Linked DNA regions of Gossypium raimondii: region 1 is linked to region 2. A link is a contact called in public Hi-C data. All regions are on one chromosome and are shown on one strand. Each heading gives the region's core, a stretch centred on a gene start, on an enhancer-like site or on the middle of the called end of the contact. The rest is flanking DNA. Distances are from core to core; before and after follow the strand shown.

Region 1 (4,397 bases), core at 405-2,904, 79 kb before region 2:
AAGAGGAAATGAAGTAATGATGGCACTATACAATCAATGACCTTCATAAGTTGAATCTTTGAAATAGTGGGAGACCTGCATCAATCATACCCAACCCTTCTTTACTTTTTTATTTCCCCTAATCAAATTCTTTTTGTAAATTGTATAATACATTTAAAGAATGGTAACCTCAAAGATTTAGAAATATTGAAGATATATTACCGTATCTTTGAAGGGAAAGGAAATAAACAAGGAAGGAAGAGAGTGTAAAATTGTAATACATATAATGAAGCAATGGGGTTGGTCCTGAATTTAGAGGCAAGTGCATACAAAATGACATGGTTATAGAATCATGACTTGCCTTTTTCTTTTTTTTTTTTGTGAATAGTGGGATTTTCGTCGCTGAGTTATTTAGTACAGCTGCTAGCTTAGGTAGGGTGGAGTGGTGAGTATAGGGTTTGGTTTGCTGCAATGCAATGAATGAGGTTAGCAAACATTATTGCACAACAAGTGTTTTGTAGACCTAGGAAACTTTGTCAAAAGTTTCAATCCAACCATTTCCAAATCTGGTTCAAATTCAAGTGAAAAAATAAAAACCATGCTTTTGTGCTTTAGTTTTCAGTGCTTAATTATCCGTTGAACATATTGGCTGGAACTTCTTCGAGGCATTGTAACTTTGCAGACCCCGTTTTAGATATGATAATTTAAGATACAACCCAGATTTGATTTGCTACGGACAAATGAGCAATGAGAAGGAATATTAAGTGAAACTTTAGAATGACCCATTTTATGTGGGTTGGGGTCAACTTTGAGGCCTATGTCAAAATGGTTATTGGCTGGCAACAAGTATTACTAACGGCATTTTTTAGTCCTAATATAGATCCAAAATGGCTAAGAGCTTAGCATCAATCTTCTAGAGCCAGGCCTAGTTTGGCAATCACAACTTCCTGGGCTGCTGGGAGTTCGAGACTCAGGTTTTAAGCTTAGGTCGTGATATGGATCAATACAAGTTGATCAAGTTCTTGGTTATAAAAAAGAAGATGAAACATGTTTGACCCGTAATAAGTTTTATACATATATTATTATAAAATAATATAACTAGTCATTTTAAATGACTATAACTATAAAAAAAAAACTCAATTAGCATTGCAACAACGTGCAGAATGTGAGTTTGATCTCACTTAAGATTTAAGGGTTTGGGAGGATTTATAGGTAAAAGAAAGCTTGTATAAAAAGAAAGATAGGTAATGAAAACTGGTATTATTATAATTATATATAAAATTACAATATATGAGAAATAATCATATTACACCCTCATTAAAATTACATAAAAGAGTTATTTAAATATACTAGCAAAAAAGTAAATACTAAGTAGTACAGTTATTATTACTTTTACATAAAAACTTCTCTTTGGCAAGATATTATGGAATTATTTACAAACTTAAATTAATGTATTTTATTTTAATTTAAAATGCAAGAAATATTTGAAGAGTTTAGCTAATCGCACAAGTTGAGTTTTAGAAATGGACGAACTAAATCATTAGTAAAATTTATGATATGAACACCTTTGGCTTTTCTTATGGCTCCAAACGCTGCCTATTCTCCGCAATAACCCCAAACCACAAACAAACAATCGAATGCAAGCCTTACTAAGTTCTCTGCATGATTGGTAATTGAAACCATTAAGTCTCATACATACTTTAATTAGCCCCAATATTGTTCATGTTATTGGAGTTGTCACCATTGAATCAGCCGGCTGGACGGTTTGGTAGTATCTTCCCCAATCAAACCAAAAGCTCTCTTTGTTAATGGCTCAAATGATTTTATATAACACTACTGACTACTGAGTTCTCCATCTAGGTTCTGCAGATGCAATGGCGCCTAAGAGCAGAAGCTACCAAATTTCTGCAACCCCTGTTACAGTATTTGGACATTTGTTGTTTATAGCAGTGACAACCCTTGTGCTAGTTTGGCTTCTCAAGTTCCGGGAAGGCCTTGCTTCTGAATCTGCTAATAAGTTAAAGATTTTCAATGTGAGTTCATTTGCGTTGAGAATCCCTTCTCTTTCTTCAGAAACTGTTTCATATCTTTGTTTCTATATGATATGTGGAGGACCTATTGTTCTTGCATGGATCAGTTTGCTTCTATGCCTACATTTTAATCTCTTTCAGCTCCCCCCCCCTCTCATTTGCAGCTTCATCCACTTCTAATGGTGATTGGATTCATATTAATGGCTGGAGAAGGTAAGTAGTAATTGTCAGTGGCTTTTCATGTATATTAACATAATTAATTCAAACATTATGTCTATGTTGCTCTACTCTTTCATTTTCTTGAATGTCTAATGTTCCGTACGATATATTTCCAGATTATATATTAGAGTATCATTGAAGACCACCAAATATATGAAAAACTTTTAATGAATTTTATTGAAATAAGGAAATCTGATTGAAAAGTGATGTGCATTATTGTTATGACTGAACATATATATAAAACAGCAATCATGGCATACAAGTCAACCCCAAGTAGAAGAGACATACAAGTGCAAAAGGCAGTCCACCTAACATTGCAAACCATTGCTCTTGGTTGTGGGATCTTTGGGATTGTTGTAATCTTCAAATTCCATAATGAGACCAACATGCCTGACATGGTTACCTTACATTCTTGGCTAGGCATGATTACCATATGCTTATTTGGTTTACAGGTACCTAAAATTTTAATCAATTTCATTCTAATTCAGTTAGGAATTTAAAACAAAAACATCCCTATCTGGTATTGCAGTATTTGCTAGGATTCTTCTCGTATGTGTTCCCAGGTGCAGAATCATATTCAAGAGCAGCCTATCTGCCATGGCACACTTTTGGTGGCTTACTTATCTTCTTCTTAGCAATATGCACAGCTGAGATGGGATTGCTTCAAAAGTTCCTTTCGTTATTCCTAACTCGCTCCCAAGAAGCTCTCATTGTCAACTTTATAGGATTGTTGCTTTTCCTATTTGCAGTTGCTGTTGCCCTCACTGTGGTTCTCCCCAGATATTAGTCATGGTTCTTTACTTTCAAATTATTGGACAATTTTATGAAGAAAATTCATGAAAATTCATTATTGCCGGGACTCAAAACTTTTTCCATTTTCTTTCTTCCTTTGTCATACCTAATAATCATTTTTGGATTTTTAAAAAATAATAACAATAATTCTTTTAACTTTTTTATTTTTCAAAGATAAAAAGTCTCAACTAAAACTAAATGTTGATTTCATTAACGACACCGTGTCACATTAGTCCCTGCAAAATCAGCCATGCAAATGGACATCTTCAAGTCTATAATTTTGGGGGTTTATTTATAAAATGAGCTTCAACAAATAACCCAAGTATCGGTAAAAGTATTATAAAGATATTTATATTAAAAATTAAATTGTATTTTAATTCCTTCACTCAAAAATAGAAAAAATTAGTCCTTATATATTAAATCAAAAGTAAATTAGTTATTTTTGTTAAAAATTTCATTCATTTACATTGTTAAAAATAGGTGTAGCTAATGAAATAATTAAAAGTGATACGTGATGTGCCACGTATACCTCATGCTAATTACATGGGCCTGTTTTTAATAGTAGAAATATATGTAATTTTTAATAGAATGATCAATTTACTCTTTAGTCTAAGATATAGAGATTAATTTATTTATTTTTAAATGAAGGAAACAAAATGCAGTCCAATCCCACTTTTAACACATGACGTTGGATTGCTTGGATTCCTTGGCTTACAATTGGCACAAGTAGGCTAATATTGGCTTTATCCCATTAATTGCATTGTTTTATCCTTAAGATTATTGACATATTCTATTGGGTATTAACGTTTTAAATTAATTATAATTTGTCGGTTTCTTTTGACCTTAAATTAGATGACCTTTTGGCTTTCCAAGATTTTCCCATATATACCTAGTCATCTATATCATATTATTCGTAATCTTAAAATCCATGCTGTTTCCTTAAATTTTATTTTATTTTCTTTAACCTTAATTATGATCATAAATAGTGAAGATTTATTTAAAGCAATGATTGAAAACTCTTGTTTAAAGTTTAAATCTTATATATATTTTATTTATTTAATATTGTAATGATAAAAATTTATCATCTTAGTCCACTTTCAACAGTGTTTTTTTGGGGGTATTAGGTGTCTAATTAATCTTGTCATGATGTGTTCTATAAAATCAAAGAATCTATTCTTGGTAGATTAAAAAGATCTTGTCGTAAGAACATATATCTTCTTCTGTCGTGTCCTTATTTCTTTCAATTCAGCACTTTCTTTTTTTCTCCCCCTTCAACTACTAATGTCTATAAATGGGATATTATTTTTATCCATCTAACTCAAAAAAATTTAATATTTATAAAAATAATCCTGGTTCAAAAATATTCACTAAAATAAC
Region 2 (4,331 bases), core at 1,390-3,889:
GGTTGAAAATGTTTTTTTCTAACAAATCCTCATCAGTTATGTTTTCTCCACATAATTTCAGTTGAGAACTAATTTTGAAAATTTCCAAATTGTATTCACTTACAATCTTAAAATTCTGCAACCGTAAGTGCATCAAATCATAACGAGCTTTAAAGAGTATCATTGTTTTATGATGATCGTTCTTTCAGATTATTCCACAACTTATAAGAGTATTTTACAATGAGATATTCCACTTTTAATTCTTTATGCAGATGATGACGGATGAAAATCATTACTTTTGCCTTGTATTGATTAGATGCTTCCTCATCTACCCCTAGACCTTTAGCATCTAGGTGAATTTCAACATCTAGCACCCATGACAAATAATTCTTGCTTGAGATGTCTAGGGCCGCAAATTCAAGTTTGACAAGATTTGACATTATACTCACTAAAAAAAATTGTAAAATAATAAGCATTCTCAATAGAAAAACAATCCAAATATATATATATATATACCAAATTTGCGGAATAATAATATGTATGTCAAATATTGGCATAGAGAGGAATAGTCATAATAATAACTTAAGACAAATTGAAATAATTGAAATTTCTTTTAGTAACCTTAAAAAATATGTATATATAATTATCATTATAATATTTATATAAAATTGATTTGTATGCTTTGAATATTTCTCTTTTATAGAAATATAATGAACATATTACAACAATGATATGTATATCGTATATCGTATATCGTATATCGTATATCGTATATAGTTCAACGGGAGCTTTACGAGCAAGGTATATATAGTCGCAATGACGTGAACTTTGCTATGAACTTGTAAAGGCTTGTGCTGATAACATATTATAAAACTAAAAGAAGAATACAAAGATTAAGAGAGAAAGAAAGATAAAGAAATAAAATGATGATTCAATTTTTACTTAGAGATACAATAAACTTGCACATGCCCTCTATTTATAAGGTTTCAAGTACCATAAGTTACAAATTATTAAGGACCAACATTAAGGTACCTGATAAATGATTTAGAGTTTACAAGATAACGAATTTACACATTCTTTAGGGATTACAATAGGATAAATTTGTGGGGGTTGTGGACATTCATTTATTAATGGATTTACAATACCATTCACTTTGATCTTACTCATTTTTTCATTTGCTTTGTTGTTTTATGCTCTCTTCATTTTTATCTTTTTTCCCTCTTTTTTCATGTAGATTGGCGTTGGCTCCACTCTTCCCAAATCATTAATAATGTATATGTGTTTTATTTATAACTCAAAGCAAAATCTTAACTTGAAACAAAATCTAGGCTTAAAACATTACTTTCATTCTTAACAATAGTAAAATTTTCTATCATCAATGGCCTATCTGTAGGATTTTCCTAATTATTATGAAAAGAAATAAATGAGAAAATATTAAGAATGAAGAGGACAAGAGAGAAGAGCGAAATATTCCATTATATAGCTTCAATTCTTTGGTAAGTTTCAAATTTTGAAATTTGAGAATTTTTTTAATTTATAATACAAAGTACCCTAGTTTTTTTATTCTAGACCCATCATTTCTTTCTTGTAACTCTATTTACTAGATTGATTAGGTTTTTGAGTAACTTTCAATTTTGGAAAATTTTATAATCTGAAGTGCTCTTTTTCTTCTCCAAACCCACTATTTGTTTTATCGAATTTCAAGTCAATATTTTACTTTCAGCTATAAATATATATATATATATATTATTTTAATAATTTATGAAGAGTGGAGCTAGTGTTGATTTGCATGAAAAGGAGAAAAAAGGGTAAAGAAAGATGAAAATAAAGAATGTGTAAAACAACAAAGCAAATGAAAAACGAGTAGGATGAAAATGAATGTGTATTTTGATGTTTTATTTTGTGAAAGTTCAAAGACTAATTTTTGATGAGATTGGATATAAAATTAGCCGCAAAATTCTTGGCTTTTCTTTGTTGCAATTGATTTTTATATGATTTTATAATTTATTTTAAGACTTTTTAACAATTATTGTTAAGAAAATTTAAAATATCAAAATAATTTTTAATTATAGTATTAACTATTAACCTTTTGAAATAAGGAGCAACGTTAGTTTTCTTAATGGAGGTTAACAGTCTAGTGATAAAATGTAACAATTTAATACCATTAGCGACTATTACGCAACTTTTGAAAGTTGATGACTAAAATATAAATTTAAACAAAGCTTAAGAACAATTATTATGAATTACCCTCTTTTAATATAAATTGACTTCTAAGCTCATATTTAATATCCAAACCAAAACACGGAAAAACTTGAATTATATAATGTTAATATTTAAAAATCCCAATTAGTTAGCCATTGAGATTTTTATTTGAATTTCAAAATTAAGTGATAATGTATAAATATATTATTTAGCAGTAATTTTAAAATGGTAAGGAATTTATGAGTGTTAATAATTTTGTAAATATATAGCACATTGAAATCCAATTAATTTTTTCATGATATATACCATTTATATAACAAATGGAATCCGGAACACAAAATAAAAGTATTGTGAAATTTAGAACCAAATTAAAATTGGAGGACCTAGTATGAAATTAATCCCGAAAGATTACATGTTTTTAGGGAAAATGATGCCTGTGGGGCTTCAGTAGCAGCAAGCCCACATGGCCGACATCCACATCGAGTGGGAGGGGTAAGAATTCTTAAGATGAGAAAAAAGATAAAACGTAAAAGTGTGAATACAAGAATGATGAAATATTGTGGTTTTGGCCCCCATCTCATCTCCAACTTATTCCATCAACATCTTCTATTTCTTTCTTTCAAATTTCTACCAACTTCTTTTTCTCTACCAATTACTAACACAAAACTCATAAATTTTGAATTATGATACACAGTGGCAACAACGTATCTGCAAAAATCTTAAAAAGTCGATTTAGTTTTACTTTGAAAAGCAAAGAAGAAAGTGGGAAAACAATATACATAAATAAAATGTGCATTAAACAGAAGAAAAAGGAAGAACAGATCAAAGCAGAGCCAAGGGAGAAAAAAACACACCTTTCTACTTTATTTCTTTAGATATATATTATTCAAGGTACTATAATGTACAGGCAAAACACTGTTCCCTTTCAAAATGACCCCCGCATTTCTTTCTCCAAACATCTTTCTCTTTCTTTTTTCTTTATTTGTGGTCTTTACTTTTTGTGCTCTGCTGCGAGATTTGTTGCTGGTCAATTTGCAGGATTTGATTTTAATATAGAAAAAATAAACAGTGAAGGTGCTCTTCTCAATTTGCCTTTGTTGCTTTAAACTAAAACACCACTTTCATGCTTGGAAGTTAACATGATTAGTGTTGTTCCTCTGTGAAATCCCATTTTTTATTAAATATAGCAAGAGAAAAAAGAAAACCTCATTTTTCTATTGAGGGAGATAATGAGATATTTTTGGAGTTTGAGCTGTTTTACATCTTTTGAAACTCATGCTTGTCTCTGAGAATTGATAACTTGCCTTGTATGGTGAGTCCGTGTTTGCTTGTGTTTTTTAGCTTAGATTTGAAGTGGGTATCAAAGAAAGAAGAAGAAAAACAAGTTGAGATGGTATTGTGCATTTGGTAATGGGTCTTAAATTGCAGCAAAGCCATCACCACCAATCAGTGGCTGTCAAAGGGAATGAACAAATGGGGACCAAAAGAGGATACACATTTATTCAGTCTAACAGGGATTGGTTACCAAAACTTATTTTGCTTTGGGTAATGGTGATGGGTTTTATCAGCACTTGGATCTACAAAAAAATGGATGCTGACAACAACGTGAGGAGGGAAGAAGTACTAAGTAGCATGTGTGACCAAAGGGCGAGGATGTTGCAGGATCAGTTCAGTGTTAGTGTTAACCATGTTCATGCCTTAGCCCTTCTTGTCGCCACTTTCCATTACTACAAGAATCCATCTGCTATCGATCAGGTTTGTAAAATTTTGTTTTGGTCTTGAAAATCCTGAATGACATATGAGTTGGTTGTGGCTTATTTTGCAAGAAATGCAGGAGACCTTTGCGGAGTACACTGCTAGAGCTGCTTTCGAGAGGCCATTGCTTAGTGGGGTGGCCTATGCAGAAACAGTGGTACATTCTGGGAGGGAGAAATTTGAGAAGCAACATGGCTGGACAATAAAGACAATGCAGAGAGAACCTTCTCGTCTCCGAGATGAATACGCTCCTGTGATATTCTCTCAAGAAACTATTTCTTACATTGAATCACTTGACATGATGTCTGGGGAGGTAAATACTTTGCTGTTTATGGTTATTAGGCTTTTACATTTAATTTCATTGTTAGAATTGACTGCCAATGTGCAGGAGGATC

Evidence for each region. Hi-C and Micro-C count contacts between places; a contact is called where the count stands out from the background.
Region 1: a Hi-C map of leaf shows a contact between it and region 2, with 2.6 times the contacts expected there. The contact joins the promoter of LOC105796177 here to the enhancer-like site in region 2. A contact is called at or near these places in 2 of 2 Hi-C or Micro-C datasets (both in leaf).

What each region holds. Positions count from the first base shown.
Region 1 is chr3:42,565,115-42,569,511 of ASM2569854v1, reverse strand. It overlaps LOC105796177 (probable ascorbate-specific transmembrane electron transporter 1), which reads left to right and starts at 1,654. Exons shown (of 5, transcript XM_012625779.2): 1 at 1,654-1,747; 2 at 1,840-2,012; 3 at 2,174-2,222; 4 at 2,475-2,680; 5 at 2,758-3,015. The coding sequence starts at 1,702. The coding sequence ends at 3,015.
Region 2 is chr3:42,487,454-42,491,784 of ASM2569854v1, reverse strand. It overlaps the pseudogene LOC105794323. Among protein-coding and RNA genes, the nearest start is that of LOC105794322, 36 kb to the right of the region's middle. Within about 2 kb of position 2,639, the one cell type or tissue checked has open chromatin away from gene starts, as enhancers often do. A contact at or near this core is called in leaf, where this site is marked.